2 separate regions of the Mus musculus genome follow, and region 1 is linked to region 2. A link is a contact called in public Hi-C data. All regions are on one chromosome and are shown on one strand. The core of a region is the stretch at or near the end of the contact, and the rest is flanking DNA. Distances in the headings are between cores, read along the strand shown. Region 1 has its middle 23 kb from the start of Acsm4. Region 2 overlaps Pdilt (protein disulfide isomerase-like, testis expressed).

What was found. Hi-C and Micro-C count contacts between places; a contact is called where the count stands out from the background.
Region 1: a Hi-C map of liver shows a contact between it and region 2, with 2.4 times the contacts expected there. The contact joins two enhancer-like sites. A contact is called at or near these places in 2 of 39 promoter capture datasets (liver and stem cell-derived epiblast-like cells), 1 of 484 Hi-C or Micro-C datasets (liver) and 1 of 9 other capture datasets (pancreatic islet).

The regions. Positions count from the first base shown.
Region 1 is chr7:119,664,567-119,669,330 of GRCm38.p6, reverse strand. No RefSeq gene overlaps it. Among named protein-coding and RNA genes, the nearest start is that of Acsm4, 23 kb to the left of the region's middle. Within about 2 kb of position 1,255, at least 4 of the 459 cell types and tissues checked have an H3K27ac peak or open chromatin away from gene starts, as enhancers often do. A contact at or near this core is called in liver, where this site is marked.
Region 2 is chr7:119,487,699-119,492,205 of GRCm38.p6, reverse strand. It overlaps Pdilt (protein disulfide isomerase-like, testis expressed), which reads left to right. Exons shown (of 12, transcript NM_027943.1): 9 at 437-557; 10 at 2,658-2,836; 11 at 4,188-4,277. Among named protein-coding and RNA genes, the nearest start is that of Umod, 11 kb to the right of the region's middle. Within about 2 kb of position 1,560, at least 7 of the 459 cell types and tissues checked have an H3K27ac peak or open chromatin away from gene starts, as enhancers often do. A contact at or near this core is called in liver, where this site is marked.

The sequences.
Region 1 (4,764 bases), core at 6-2,505, 180 kb before region 2:
TCCTCTGTTGAGGGACATCTGGTTTTTTTCTAGCTTCTGGCTATTATAAATAAGGCTGCTATGAACATAGTGGAGTATGTGCCCTTATTACAAGTTGGAACATCTTCTGGGTATATGCCCAGGAGAGGTATTGCTGGATTTTCCGGTAGTACTATGTCCAATTTTCTGAGGAACCACCAGACTGATTTCCAGAGTGGTTGTACAAGCTTGCAATCCCACCGGCAGTGGAGGAGTGCTCCTCTTTCTCCACATCCTTGCCAGCATCTGCTGTCACCTGAGTTTTTGATCTTAGCCATTCTGACTGGAGTGATGACTAAGGATGTTGAACATTTTTTCAGGTGCTTCTCAGCCATTCGGTATTCCTCAGTTGAGAATTCTTTGTTTAGCTCTGTACCCCATTTTTAATGGGGTTATTTGATTTTCTGGAGTCTAGCTTCTTGAGTTCTTTATATATATTGGATATTAGTCCCCTATCAGATTTAGGATTGGTAAAGATCCTTTCCCAATCTGTTGGTTGCAGAGGTTCATTTCTTACTGTGAGAGTATGCACTTTACTACAGAAATGCCACACACACCCTCCATTACAGGGACACAAAGGTGTGTGTGTGTGTATTGTTTGTAGAGGAGAGAGAAGGGGGGGAGAAGAAGAAGAAGGAGGAGGAGGGGAGGAAGAGGAGTAGTAGTAGTAGTAGTAGGAGGAGGAGGAGGAGGAGGAGGAGGAGGAAGAGGAGGAAGAGGAGAAGGAGGAGGAGGAGGAGGAGGAGGAAGGGCTAAGAGAGAGGGAAGAGAACATCCCATAGATATGGTCACACTGGTTTTGACCGACCTGTACTAGGTTACTGGACAAGGGCTCCAGAAATCTCTAGTGATCACGGACTCTTGTTCAAAGTCAGAATCGTTGCACTTACCCAACCTCAAGTAAGGAACATTTATTCTGTTTATCCACACCCACAAGAAGGGAATGCCATGATGAACCTTGATGAAATATGCTTATTATTATTTTGTTTTATTTTATTTTACTTTTCACTTTGTCTGGCTAAATTCCCATGGGTGAGTAAGACTTTCTCTCCCCTGAGCAGTTAAGTGGCTTATCTGCTTGTTCTAGGCCATCCACTCTTGAAGCTTGGTTTTCAGAGAGAAGTTCTGTCGGGCTTCATCCATGTCTGATTACAGAACCACGGTTAATATCCCGACAGCCACCAACTGGAACTGGATGTCCATGACTCAGGACTTTCACCAGCTAGTGGTAGGACAGACTTTGCTCTTTGGCATATTTGATCTGTGTCTTTGACCCTTACAATCCAGGTTATTGCTCTCTGTCAAGTAGTAGCTGCTTCCAAGAAGTACACTCTGTACTTTACCAAGGTTTGAGTGTCAAAGGGAAAATGTTCCAGAACTCACTTTGGAGAGGGTGTTTTGCTTTGTTTATTTGTTTTGCACAAAACTAAGGCTAGGTGTCTGGGTTAGGTGGGATTATATTTTCATTCATGTCTTCTTGTCATACTCATAAATATCAATTTTGTAAAATGATGATTGCATTTGTTGTCATTCCCATAACTTTCCAAGTTTTCTGTTCATTTACATATTAACTTGCAGTATTGTTACTGATTGGCTTAAGGGTCATTTTATGAAATATGAAAGTGAATTTTTATCATTGATTATTTGGAATCACATTCTTATAGCATGTTAGTTCTCAATGCTTAATATTATATACACTTATTTTGACACACAATTTGTATGTCCTTCAGAGATATGTCCTTAAGTGTCTTTTTAAGAACTGGCATGAAGGTTGAAAGAAAATTGTGATAGAAATTGTGCTAAGCAATTTTCTGTGCATGATTATGGTTGGATTAATAACCTAGGCATTGTAAAACAGGGGCGCGTTTCTCTTAGTCATGCTCACGCTCACAAGCATATTTCGTGTGCTACTTTCACATGTATTGTTCACATTTGATTAGTTGTTTTCCCTCAGTCTTTCACATTGTATGGGCATACTTCTGGGTATGCCCAGAGAATTTTAAGAGGATGACTCATGGGGATTTAGCAGAAGGCCCAGGTTTCCTGTCCACTGTTAAGTTTATATGTGTTTATTTCTCAGTTTTAAAGTGATCCTTTAACTTTGGAATAAAATTGTATTTAGAGTTCTAAAAATGTAGAGCTGGGGGCTGGAGAGAAGAACACTGACTGCTCTTCCAGAGGTCCTGAGTTCAAATCCCAGCAACCACATGGTGGCTCACAACCATCTGTAATGGGATCCGATGCCCTTGTCTGGTGTGGCTGAAGACAGCCCCAGTGTACTCATATACATAGAATAAATAAAATCTCTAAAAAGTGTAGAGCTGGGGATGCAGCTCGATTGGTAGAGTGCTTACCCAGCATGCACAAGGTCCTGGGTCCAAGCCTCAGCACCACAAAGACCAAGAATGCACATCTGTAATCCCATTATGTGCATGTAGAGGCAGGAAGAACAGAAGTTAAAGGCCATCTTCAGTTATATATGACCAGCCTGGGCTACGTGAGACCAAACAAATAAACAAACAAACCCCCAAACATCTTCTTATTCATATTTCTCAGGAAAAACAAATTTTACACTTATATATGCCCAGTGAGGAATCACCCCTTTCAGGAAGGGATCACATCTGTTAGTCACAACTGTCCGTGTTCTCCCCATTGCTCGTCTCCAAAGCTGATGCACCTGTCCATTTCCCCAAGATCCAAAAGGCAGAAGGGACAAATGGCTGTCTATTAGCATACCATGGCATATGCTGGCCTTCAAGCTCCTTCAGAATCACAAGAACCTGTTATCCATTTCAAAGGCCATGCTAGTATCAGGACTCTTCTCACCTCTTCCCCTACCCTAAGCCCCCCTAGCTCACAGGCTTCCTTCCCCATGGCTATACCACTCCCCTTATAGCTCTGCTATTTTGGTATGCCCTCTCTCTTTCTTCCTCACTTTCCCTCTCCCCCTCCATCCCTCTCTTGCTCTCTCCTCCTCTTTTCTTCTTCTTCTTCTTCTTCTTCTTCTTCTTCTTCTTCTTCTTCTTCTTCTTCTTCTTCTTCTTCTTCTTCTTCTTCTTCTTTCTCTTCTTCTTCTTCTCCTCTCTTCTCTTCTTCTTCTTCTTCTTCTTCTTTCTTTTCTTCTTCTTCTTCTTCTTTCTTTTCTTCTCTCCTCCTCCTCCTCCTCCTCTTCCTCCTCCTCCTCCTCCTCCTCCTCCTTCTCCTTCTCCTTCTCCTCCTCCTTTCTTCTCCTTCTTCTTCTCTTCTTCTTCTTCTTCTTCTTCTTCTTCTTCTTCTTCTTCTTTCTTTTCTTCTTCTTTCTTTTCTTCTTCTTCTTCTTTCTTTTCTTCTTCTTCTTTCTTTTCTTCTTTCTTTTCTTCTTCTTCTTCTTCTTCTTCTTCTTCTTCTTCTTCTTCTTCTTCTTCTCCTTCTCTCTCTCCTTCTCTCTCTCTCTCTCTCTCTCTCTCTCTCTCTCTCTCTCTCTCTCTCTCCTTTCCCACACTCCCAACCCATCTCTATCCATCTGCCCTGCTCCCACTTCTCTCATGACCAGGTCTAATCAGCTGGCCATGGTCAGTCTGCTTCTACTTCTTTCTCTCTTTGCTCTGGATTCTCCCAGTTGTCTTGCTTTCTTATAACTACAATAAAAAATCAGTCATGTTGTCAGTTTATACACCACCTTTCACACATCTCTGACTTTTGTGAGGTGATATGTACCCTAAGAGTCAATAGTATAATTTTGAGATTGATACATAATTGGTTGTGTATCAACAGTTGGATTCTCCTCATAGATGGCAGATGGAGCCACCTGTTTGAGTAGTATACACTTCTTCTTCCATCTTATAAAGAGATGTGGGTCTGTATCTCCCTTCACTTTTTACTTTCACAACAGAAGCTGGTTCACTAACACCCCTGCAAAATTTCCCATAAAATCTCTATAGTTTGAATTGACTTGGAAAACAAACATTCATTTGAGGTGCAACCACATTAATTCAAACTTTAGGAAATTTACAGCTCTTTTTAGAATTCTCATTAAAGAGAAAGGTCACCACATGAAGCATCATGGTAACTTTACGTGATTACCTGTAGCTTAGTGTGAAAACACTCAGGCTTACATCATTGACCCATCCAGGCTTGATTCAATGACATTGTCCTACTTTTCCATTGCTGTGATAAAATAAATATCCCCATAAGAACGACTTCATTGTCCATTGTGGTGGTTGACATAGCGAAAGAAAGGCATGGTGTAATGTAAGGACCACAAGGCCAGCTCATTTTAGTGCATCTGCACTCAGGAGATAAAAAATGAACAAGAAGCAAGGCTGGGATATAAAGTCTCAAGATCCACTCCCAGTGACCCACTTCCCCCATTCAGGTTCTACTTCCTAAAAGTTCCACAGCATCACCAGATGGAGCCCAAGTAGTCAAACAAGTGAATCTATAGGGGGCACTTCACCTTCAAACCATAGCAGATGTTTTAACACATGACTGGTCCTCCCTCTCTGTGTCCCTCCTTCCATTCCTCCCTCTTTTCTTCCCTCTATTCATGCATTAAATGTCTTAGTTTGGGTATATCTCAAATTAAATTGAAAGTATATCTTCTTAAATAGTTAATTATAACCATCATCTATATTTCATTTTCAATGACTCTTTTTTTTATATAAAAAACACACAGCAAAATTTACAAACCTTTAATATATATTATGTTTGAAAATTTCATTTTACCAGTGTAACTCAAGACCGTTCAGCATCTACCCTGGTGCAGTA
Region 2 (4,507 bases), core at 311-2,810:
GCTTTGGAGCAACTGATGATCAATCAGTATAGCTGAAGAAAGCCAAGAGGGAAAGTAGTGATGAGCTTGGGGGACACCGGCATGGAATCACCTCGATCTTGACTCTCACAGTATAATGAGGAAAGCCATTGTTTTTGAGCAGTCTAATTGAGAAACTAGTGACATGAATCTCACTGTCATCTGAGAATCCCAAGAATTGTGTGTGAATAAATTGCAGCCTAGAGCTCCGAGTCCCTCTCAGCATCCTGACCCCAGGCTGCTCTGGACAGTGCTGAGCTGTCACTGGGTTTGTGACTATCTCTGCCTTGCAAATCCTTTAAGAGCGCTTGTCTTTCCAAGACAAAGCCTTTCATTGTTTCTAGCAAAGGTGGGGAACACCAGTGGCTTGTTCTTTTCTGTAGCAGGGAGTGTTAGACCTCTTGAATTTGCTTCCTAGAAACACAAAGCCAGTGAAGAGATTCCAAAATATTGGGACCAAGGGCCAGTGAAGAAGCTCGTGGGGAAGAACTTCAATGTGGTCGTCCTTGATAAGGAAAAGGACGTGTTTGTGATGTTCTGTAAGTATCTCCAGAGAGACAGTGAGAACCTAAGGGCTCCCATACTTTGCAAGTAGGACTTTGGAATTCTTAGCCAGTACAGTCTCTAAACCCTCCTGAGGATTATATCCTGACTCTCAAAAGGATGAGCTCAGGATGGCAGCAGCCATAGCCACATTAATTCTTCCCATGTATGAATGCTCTCCACCTAATCCAGGCCTAGGATAGTGTGTAACATTGGTAACATGGCTGGCTAACATGACTTGGTTGGATCCAATAGTATGTTAGGACTCAGACTTGATTCAATTCACTCTATACTTATGTCATTTAATTACCTACCAAATTCTCTTGAAAGCAGCTACTGCTGTGCTTCCCTGCATGGATCACTCAATAGAATCTCTATCTCTATCTCTATCTCTATCTCTATCTCTATCTCTATCTCTATCTCTATCTATCTATCTATCTATCTATATATATATATATTCCCAGTATCACCCGTAAGTGTTAGAAACTGGATTTGACCATTTTCAGTCTGGCTCCAGCACCTACATACATACTATCATCCACATTTCCCCTACTTTGGACCTTATCTGGTTCATCCAATGTTCCTGTAAGGTAGGGGCACACATGTTTCATGTCAAGGACTTTGTATAGTATATGGCAGGTTGCAAGCACTCCACAAATAGTGACTGCTGTTACTCCATCATAATTATTTCCACTACTGACTAAGGACTGTGGCCCTTTCCCATCATCTTTGTTTTATATGCCAGCCTCTCCAAACTAGAGCCTTCTTTCCATGAGACACTGCAGAAGGTGAGTCCAAAGCTACTTCAGACAGGCAAAGGTAGCATTTAGTGAGCTGCTGCACCAGGCTAGGCTTGGGTCTAGCAAGGTGGTGAGGAAGGCACATTGACTTTCTCCACGATACAGGTCAAGGTCATACAGTAAGTACTAAGAGCCAAAGTAAAGCCATCCCTGTGCCGAGTCCATCGTACACCCTTTCACAACCTCAATGAAGCAGACACTTGGCAGCTGACAGTGCTTCTGAGAGCTGTACAGCTGAGTCATAGCTCTCTACTCCCTTTCATCACTGAGCTGGGGAAGCCTTTCTCTACTTCCAGGACACACAGAGTTCTGAGAACACTCATTTGCTTCTGATGAAAGGCAAGAGCAGCTTCATTTTCTTAGAAGCAGGGCTGTTGGATTGCACCCTGGGGCTTCAGCCATTATAGTCCTCCATGTACCTAGCCAGGGCCTATTAAGCTCCAGGGGGTGTCTGGGTGCTGCAGGCAGGAGGTTTGGTCACTGGGGGTACTTGGTTGATAAATGGATAGATGTGATTGCAAAAGTACAATGCAGGGCCTCTGAGGCCATTCCTCCCACAGGGTGAAACTCTTGAGGTCTGAACTTCAGATGAGGGCAAACCAGTGAGGTCTGGCTTCCCCTGTTTTGAATCTCTGTTCTGGTCTCTTTCCAAAGGGCCAGCTGTCTGGGCCACTCAAAGCTCAAGGAACTTTCCACAAGAAAGGCCAGTGTCCCCTGCCAAGGGTAGTTGTCACAATTTTAAGACATACCTGTTTAGCATCCTGAGCATATTTTCTTCCAAGGGACCAAAAGGCGTGTTTGATTGTTACATAATAATATATGTTATGTAACTTTATACCATGCCATATTTGTAGTCCAATCAAGGCCAAGTGACCTGTCATTCAGATCCTATTCCCTTTGCTTAATTCTCTGGATGACCTTGGGCAAGTAGCTTAACTTCTGTGCTATAAACACATCATTTTCCCTCAAACATAACAATGGCATAGATGTTTTCCTTGGTTTTCTCTTCAGCTGCAGTGGAACACTATTCTAACGGGAAAACTTTTGTTTTGTTTTATTTCAAAGACCATATTAATGCATGGAAAATGTTAGTGTCTAAGAGCACCAGGACTAGGCTTAATTTTTATTCTGATTTACTTAATAGTGATCATATACTGAGATATAAAGATAAGCTTTAAATAAAAGAGAGTGTAGCCTGCTGAGCAGATACACGGTAAGAAGACAGCAGTGGTGCGATTTGGCATCAGCTTCCAGAGTCCTGGGCAGCAGGAGCTGAGAAACATCCTTCTTTTCCAGATGCTCCCTGGTCTGAGAAATGCAGGGTGCTGTTACCACTGCTGGAAGAGTTGGGCATAAAGTATCAAAACCACTCCACAGTCATCATTGCTAAGATTGACATAACGGCAAATGACATTCAGCTGGCAAACCCAGAACAGTACCCATTCTTCAGGCTTTTCCCTACTGACTCACAAGAGGTGAGAGACTCTTGGGACCATGTGGTTGAAAATGTTAGGTCTTTACCAGGAACGCAGCTTCTCTCCAGCTCAGCCTTCTACTGAACATTCTTGGCTCTAGTCCATATTATGTTCTCATATTTTCCAGCATATACCACACAAGTTCTAAGACTTATTATTGCATACAACTTGAGTCCATTCCTCATTGTTGACCAATCTCTATATCAACTGGATATGGATGTTTTGATTGGACAGAGGCTGAAGCTTTCTGTAGTTCAGACCACAGAGAATAAAGGATGTCTGTACAGGAATATTGGGATGGAATGCTACCAGATAAAAGAATGTATGCCAGACATCAACAATCCTTTTTATACTTGGGAATACTAGTTCGTGCCCAACCATCATCACCAGGGCTGGAGAACCAGACTCTCTATGGGTCTTTGGTAGATGGAAAGTGATATCAACCAAAGAGGCCTGAGTCAAGATCCTTCTTCCAGAGATGAGGGGCTGAGAGGAAGGAAAATCATAATGGCATAGGTCCATCTATGTATGAAATGGGTCGGGGTGGGGGGCGCAGAATCTGGAGGATATATACAACTAAAGTCTTCATGTGGACTTGGGACTCTGGAAAATCGTAGAGATTTAAATTCGATTATAGAAGGGGTCATGGACACTATAGGTAGGATGTATAACCTGAGTGATAAGTTGGGCAGGACGACTAAAGCACTGTGAGTGCACATGATCTCATCCCAGAAGGTGCTTGTAGAGAAGCTGGAGAAAATGAGGTTAGATTGACAGGATGAGGCTAAGAGCCACTGATCTTAAGTTATATGATTAAAAAGCCCCTTTAAAGGCCCACAAAGGAAGGGGAACTATTATGACTGCTTGCTGATCATGCAGCATTTTATAAAATAACAACAAGTTTCCTTATTGTTACAATGCTACTAATACCTGCTACTCATAAGAGCACATGCATGTGGTACTTACCATAAGCCAAGCACTGCTTTAAGCTCATTTCCTGTATTAGCTCATTTAATCCAACAACATAGTCGAGGAAGCTCCTGGAATTAATGCCATATGAGAAAACTGAGTTCAGTAAGGGGGCCATGAGGGTATGTAATCCAGCCAGGGGTTGGACCTATAAAGTATGGCTTTGTAGTTTGTATATGGCCCGTTCCTCATGTCCCCTGATGAGAGAGTTTTTAATCCTTATTTCAGAGCCATGGAAAAGGAAGCTCACAGAGGTTAAGGCATTTTTTTTTGAGTAGGTCTAGGTAGTTCGGAATCTGATGCTGGGTTTAGTTTTGTAATCCTCTATGAGCAACTTACAGGAAGAAGCTTCCATCTGAATCCTGCTCTGCTGTCTTTCTAGGCTGTCATGTATAAAGGAGAACACACCATGAAGGGCTTTTGTGACTTCCTGGAAAGCCATGTCAAGGTTAGGATTGAGGAAGAAGATGAGGTAAGACGCACATCTACAGGCTGGGTTTTCTCTCCTACACACAATTACCAGGAAGTCCATATAAAAAATCATGTCACGAGTTCCATCTATTGTCTCATTCTCTCTAGAGATGGCTTTGAGGCTGCCCTGGACAGCCATCTACTTTGAGTGAGCTCACTGGTTATTTTATGGGAACTTGTGACAAGGAAGTAGGAATGTCAGTCATTAGATAACAGACTCTCAAGTAGCAT